Regions from separate parts of the Rattus norvegicus genome. Here region 1 is linked to region 2. The links are chromatin contacts, called in public Hi-C maps. All regions are on one chromosome and are shown on one strand. The core of a region is the stretch at or near the end of the contact, and the rest is flanking DNA. Distances in the headings are between cores, read along the strand shown.

Region 1 (3,036 bases), core at 426-2,925, 47 kb after region 2:
TACTTCCAGAGGGTTGGAATTTGGGTTTCCAGCAAGCATAGTGGATGGCTGACAACCACCGGTAACTCCAGTTCCAGGAGATCTGATGCCTCCTTCTGGTCTCTTTGGGAACATCCCATGGCATGCATATATATGTACATATATATACACATATATACATATATACACATATATGTATATACACACACATATATACATATATGCACATATATATGTATATATGTGTATATGTATATATGTATACATATACATGTATATATGTATACATATATATACACACACACATACACACAAAACCAACATACATAAAAACTTAATTACCTACCTATATGTAATATAGATATAGATCTATTATCTATATATAATAGACATCTATAATGTCTATTATAGAGACATTGCTGAGTGGTTAAGAGCACTTACGGGGTTGGGAATTTAGCTCAGTGGTAGAGCGCTTACCTAGGTTCGGTCCCCAGCTCCGAAAAAAAGAACCAAAAAAAAAAAAAGAGCACTTACTACTCTTTTAGAGTAACTGAGTTCAGTATACAGCACCCATGATGTCAGGTAACACATAATTGCCTGTAACTCCAGCTCCGGAGGGTGACACCATCTTCTGGTCCCCTCAGATACCTACACATGGCACACACATACATAATTTAAAAAAAACCAAGCAACCAGACCTTTAGAATATATCCTGTTAACTGTTCCAGTTAAAAAGCTATAGAAATCTGATTCTGTCGTAGATGTTCACACACCTATACAGTGGTGGTTGCCCGGTAGTGGAGTCCCCAGTGTTTTCATTTTGTCCTATTTTGCTTAAATAATTATGCGCACATACACAGAAGCATATGTTACTTGTGCGTCCAGTTAAAAACAAGAACCAAAAGACTAAACAGACTTGGTTATCAGCAGTTTTAATATGCTTGTTTCCCGTAACCCCTTGTTAAACAGTGGAACCAGGGATCTATAACGAAGTCATTCCATTAAGTGCCAAGGATCAAAAGCAAAGTTTCCAAAGAAACCAAAATAGAAAACATTAAGGCTCGGACTGCACCGTCGGCACGAAATCACACAAGACAAAATGACGTATCAGTTAAAAATTTGCATGTGATTCCCAGCTCAGCCTGGACAAAATGACCATCTCTTATTAGGTAGACTAGAAAAAAAGCATGACACCTACCTCTTATCTGATTAGACTGCCCCAAAGATTAAATGCCACTTAAAAAAAAAAAAGCCTAGTGGATTGCTTCACTTGTACTCAATAAATCCTATTACTGCAACTATTTTAAGTCTGCGATTTGTGTAAAAGGCCTAGGATAATAAGTCGAGGAATCTAAGACAGGCCAGCAATTCCTAAGCTATTACCACCGACGACATTCCAGTCAACCGCCAGGGTCAGTGGCGGACATTGAGGGTTCCAGGCTTCTGTCCAGGTCCTTCAATCCCCCAAGCCAGGCGAGGCGGAAAGGAGGTCCGTGTTGGACTTGCTCCGCCATGGGGGCTTTGCCGGAAGTCCGCCCTGGGAAGCCAACTGAACAGTCAGGAGGTGGTCCGCTCAGGTCCTTCGGAGACCAGAGTTGCATTTTCCCGGAAAATGATCTCAAGGACCTGGGAGGCGGCAGCCCCGCCCCCTTCCAGAGCACGTCCGGGACGCCGCACTTTGACCCGGAAGTGAGTGGGAGAGGAAGCAGCTGGTGATGCTGGAATAAATATGGCCGTCCGGGTACCCCTCGGCTGCACGGGCTCCTTCTGCCCGCGGCTGCTACCACTGCTGGCATTGTTGGAGCTGCTCGTCGACCCCAGCTTGGGCCGCGTCCATCACCTGGCGCTCAAAGTAAGGCCTGGCAGGCTGGGGGCAGGATCAGGGAGTGGCGACGGGGGCGCGGCCGCTGTCCGGGGCTGAGCCAACTTTAGCCCTGCGGGGTCTCTAAGTTCGGCCCTTGAGCTAAGGGGTCTGCGCTGCCCTGTGGGGATGGACTACGCCTTGCGGCCGCCTGGGATAGTCTGATCCCTGCGGGTTTGAGGTCGTAGGGAAGAGGTCCAGCCGCGGCCTAAATCTCCAAAGACCCGGAGGCCGCTCCTGCGATTCCCAGCTGGCCTCCCTGGATTCCACGTTGGTGACAACCTTCCCCACTCACCCTTTCATAAATGTAATTACGATTTCTCTTGTCCGCCTTCTCCGCCCTTCTGTGCTCCTTGATCTGGCGCGTTGAAGTTGTGCGGAATCCTAGCCTGTTTTTCCTGCTTGGTTTGGGATGCTCAATTGACTGACCAAAGCCAGGATCCCCAAGAGTAATTCAAATCTTGCTTGAAATACATGCCTTGATTTCAAGAAGAAAAAACAAGCCTGAGAATTTACTCATCGTTCAAAGTGTTTCTAAGTAATGGGCCTTTTTCTTTCTCCCTCTGTGGTCATTGCCTAAGGAAGACGTTTATGACAGGCCTGAGATGAACACCAAGAACCGCTATAGTAACTAACCCACAATATAAAGTTCTCTAAGACTTACACAGGATTGTCAGCCTGTTAATATACCTGGAGAACAGAAGATGACATCATTATGACTCAAAGCCTTGTACATATTCGTAATAGTCAATGTTCCAAGAAGTTGTGGATCTGGGCACAGCTGTCTTTTAAAAATACTTTCCATTAGGTGTGAAGAATAAAGTCTTGTAAATGTAGAGTTTAAAGGGTACAGACAGACTGTACTTGGGCATACTCGGGCTATCCGCTTTTGTTTGTAAATTAAGTTGATCTTGAGTGGAGTGGCTCTTACCCGCAAGACAGGTCAGTCTTGGCTCCTTATAAAATCCACTGAAAGCTGCAGGAGCTCTCCCCAGAGAAATGCTTCCTGAAGGCCACCCAGCTTTCTTGGCCTTCCTGTAGCTTCACAATCTTGGTACAGTTTATCAGTGTATCCAAGTTTGCAGGTTTATCACTCTGTGGCTGAGAACCCCTGATTTCTAAACTCTCCCATTTTGAGGTTTGCAGATTGTTTTTTATTGAGTATATAATTTAGCTGAGTTCATAAAGCTTAGGAA
Region 2 (3,275 bases), core at 262-2,761:
CTTACCTGAGCTGTTTGGCATAGCTGAGCTCAATCTCCGTTCTCTCCTTGACGAACTTGATGTATTTCTCAAGAATGTCGATTCCCCACTGTGTGTGTTTTTCCAAGTTGTCAAACTGATCCTGTTTGAAGAGAGGGGGGGGGAGTTTATTGTCTCATTCTATGGCTTCCAGTTCTAGGGAGCCACCCTCCCCATCATTTTCTCTGATCCAGGACAGTGGCTCTAGCATTTTCCATGATGACACTGAGGATGCGGGTGTCTGTTGAGAGCTTTACACCAACATTACCAAATTTGGTTTGAGCACGGTCCAGAGTTAGCCTCCCTGCCCTCTCCTCCTTTTAGACACATTTCTTCTATATATAATTAATGTTCCATTACAAAGGAAAATGTCTCAGATGCCAAAAGCTGACAGGTGAGACACACACACACACACACACACACACACACACACACACACACACACACGAGCACACTAGGGCAGAAGAGACGGCTCAGTAGTTAAGAGCACTAGCTGCTCTAGCAGACGGCGGCCAGAGTTTGAGTCCTGGCACTCCTGTCAGGCAGCCCACAGGTATAACTCTAGCTCCTGGATATCAGAAACCCTTTCTAGACTCCTTAAGTACCCTCATGCAATGTGCTCACGCATATCTAATAAAATAAGAAACAAACGACTTCTTATATTTGTACGTGGGTGCTTTGCCTGCGTGTGTGTAAGTGCCCCAAGTGTGCCTGGTACCCCGAAGGAGGTCTCAGATCCCTGGGTCCAGAGTTACAGCCAGTAATGAGCTGTCATATGGGTGCTGGGAATTGAACCCTAGTCCTCTGGAAAAGCAGCCAGTGCGTTTAACTGCTGGGCCATCTCTCTGGCTTTCTCCTCTCCTGTTCCTGTTGTGGTCGTGGTTGTTGTTGTTATTGAGACAGGGTCTCACTATGTAGCCTTGGTTGGCCTGGAACTTGATAAGTGACCAGGGGCTTGGAATTCAGAAATCCACCTGCCTCTACCTCAGGGATGCTGAGCTTAAAGACATGCACCCACCCTACATTTTTTTTTTTTCCTTTTTAAGAAAGAGCTAAAGAGATGGCTCAGTGGTTGAGAGCACCAACTGCTCTTCCAAAGATTCTGAGTTCAATTCCCAGCAACCACATGGTGGCTCACAACCATCTATAATGAGATCTGATACCCTTTCCTGTGTGTCTGAAGACAGCGACAGTGTACCCACATACATAAATAAATAAATCGTTGAAAAAGAAAGAAAAAAAGAACCAGCTACTTGAATTTGGAGAGCTCTTGCAAGATCGTGACCACAGATCTGCTTGGAATCATGGGAGACCGAGGTCAGGAGACTGAGAATGAGAGCAGGAGGAAGCCATTCTGACACTTGGCAAATGCTACTGTAAGTGACAGATTGGCTGCAGACTCTGAGGGAGATGTGAGCAAGGGGGAAGGGCTCCAGGGTGAGTCCGAGTCTGCTTCCTGCACGTAAGCAAAGTCCACACAGGGAGAAAACTCAGTGCAGTTTGGCCGTGTGAATAAAGGGTTTGGTATGCATAGCAGAGTCTGCAAGCACAGATGGACTAAGCCCTCAGGAGGACGTCGGGAAGTGGACGGGGCTGAAGCTTCAGCCACAGATCGGAGTGCCAGGGGGTGGGCAGCCCTACACAGGAGCAGCAGGGAGGACTGGCCCAGGAAGGAGAGTGGTGGAACAGAGCCAGAGAATGCATTAGAGCATCCCAGGAAGAGACTCGAGCCAGGTCAGATGGGAGGCGTGCTGCTGCCTCAGAGGGAACCTCAGAGGGCCAGAGAATGAGGGTCTGGCCAGCTCCAGGGCTTCACTGACACAGGTTGCCAACCATCTCAACGGTTCTGCTAGGCATCCCTAGTGTGCCCGGGAACCCCTACCTCATTTCTCTAAAACATGCAAGGTCTTAAGACATGCAGTATATAACTGGCACCCTTCAGGCGTTCATTCCAGCCCCATCCGAGCTATGACTGCCATCGACACAGCGCTGGCCCAGTTGGTAGAATGCTTCCTTAGCACGCAGGAAGCCCTGGCTCCTACCTCTAACCCCTCATGAACTGTGTGGTCCACACCCCTGTAAATTCAGCACTTAGAAAGTAGAGGAAGGAGGATCAGAAGCTTAGGGTCATCCTCAGCTATATAGCAAAATTAAAAACAGCCTGGTCTACATAAGATGCCTTCTCAAAAAAGGGGGAGGGTGAGCTGAGATGGCTCAATGGTTAAGGTCACATACGGCTCTTGCAGAGCACCGGCTTTGTTCTCGGCATCCACTTGGTCCTGTGTAAGTCCAACTCCAGGGGATCTTAGGCTTCTAACCTCCACTTATTTATGTGGTCGAACTCACAAACATATACATACAAGAATAAGTAAAAATAAAATTGCCCACCAGCGGTATGGTGGTGCACACCTTTAATCCCAGCACTTGGAAGGCAGAGGCAGGCGGGTCTCTGAGTTTGAGGACAGCCTGGTCTTCAGAAGGGGTTCCAGGACAGCCAGGGCTACACAGAGAAACCCTGTCTCAAGCCACACAACCCCTCAATAAAATAAAATAATTTTTTATTAAATATGAATTTATTTAACATTAGAGACATAATTAAAATATATTTAAATATCCATTGTGGAACATTAGTCTTTTCTTATTGGATATATTTCTTTATTTACATTTCAAATGTATATTCCCTTTCCTGGTTTCCTGTCCATAAGCCTCCTATCCCCTCCCCCTGCCCCATAAAATCTTTTTAAAGAGACTGCACACAGTGATGTATACATTTATATTCCCACCTCTCAGAAAGCTTAGACAGGAGGATCACATGGAACCGAGATTTCAAGGCCAGCCTGACCAATACAGTGAGCCTCTGCCAACAGCGACGGAAGCTATACACACTTAACATATATAACCCGGAGTGTCTAAAGGTAAGGTGTGCACCCATGAGACCAATCCTCGCCACAATCTACCCCACAAATACATACCCACTCCCTTCTAAAAGCTTCCTGTTGTCTCTTGATTCCCCGAGTGCGTGATTCGATCTCTTTCAAACACAATATGGGCATTGTTGAGTGCTGGAGCTGAGCTGTGCTTTAAGCTCGCCTCTACATCAACCTTGAGTCAATCAGAGTCACGTGTCCTAATTTCCTTCCTTTTGCAGTGATAAAACACCCTATCTAGAGACAACAGAGAGGAGAAAGTATAGAATTCAGCGTACTCACTGGCTCATAACCCATCCTTGAAGGAAGTCAAGGCAGGGATTCAAGGAG

What was found. A called contact is a pair of places that touch in the nucleus more often than the background predicts.
Region 1: a contact with region 2 is called in a Hi-C map of mammary epithelial cells, with 1.6 times the contacts expected there. The contact joins the promoter of Gpr107 here to the enhancer-like site in region 2. A contact is called at or near these places in 3 of 12 Hi-C or Micro-C datasets (kidney, liver and mammary epithelial cells).

Annotation. Positions count from the first base shown.
Region 1 is chr3:34,830,787-34,833,822 of GRCr8, forward strand. Gpr107 (G protein-coupled receptor 107) reads left to right here and starts at 1,676. Exons shown (of 18, transcript NM_001107828.1): 1 at 1,676-1,831. The coding sequence starts at 1,709.
Region 2 is chr3:34,784,325-34,787,599 of GRCr8, forward strand. Fnbp1 (formin binding protein 1) reads right to left here. Exons shown (of 17, transcript NM_001393677.1): 2 at 6-121. Among named protein-coding and RNA genes, the nearest start is that of Fnbp1, 36 kb to the right of the region's middle. Within about 2 kb of position 1,512, at least 39 of the 93 cell types and tissues checked have an H3K27ac peak or open chromatin away from gene starts, as enhancers often do. A contact at or near this core is called in kidney, where this site is marked.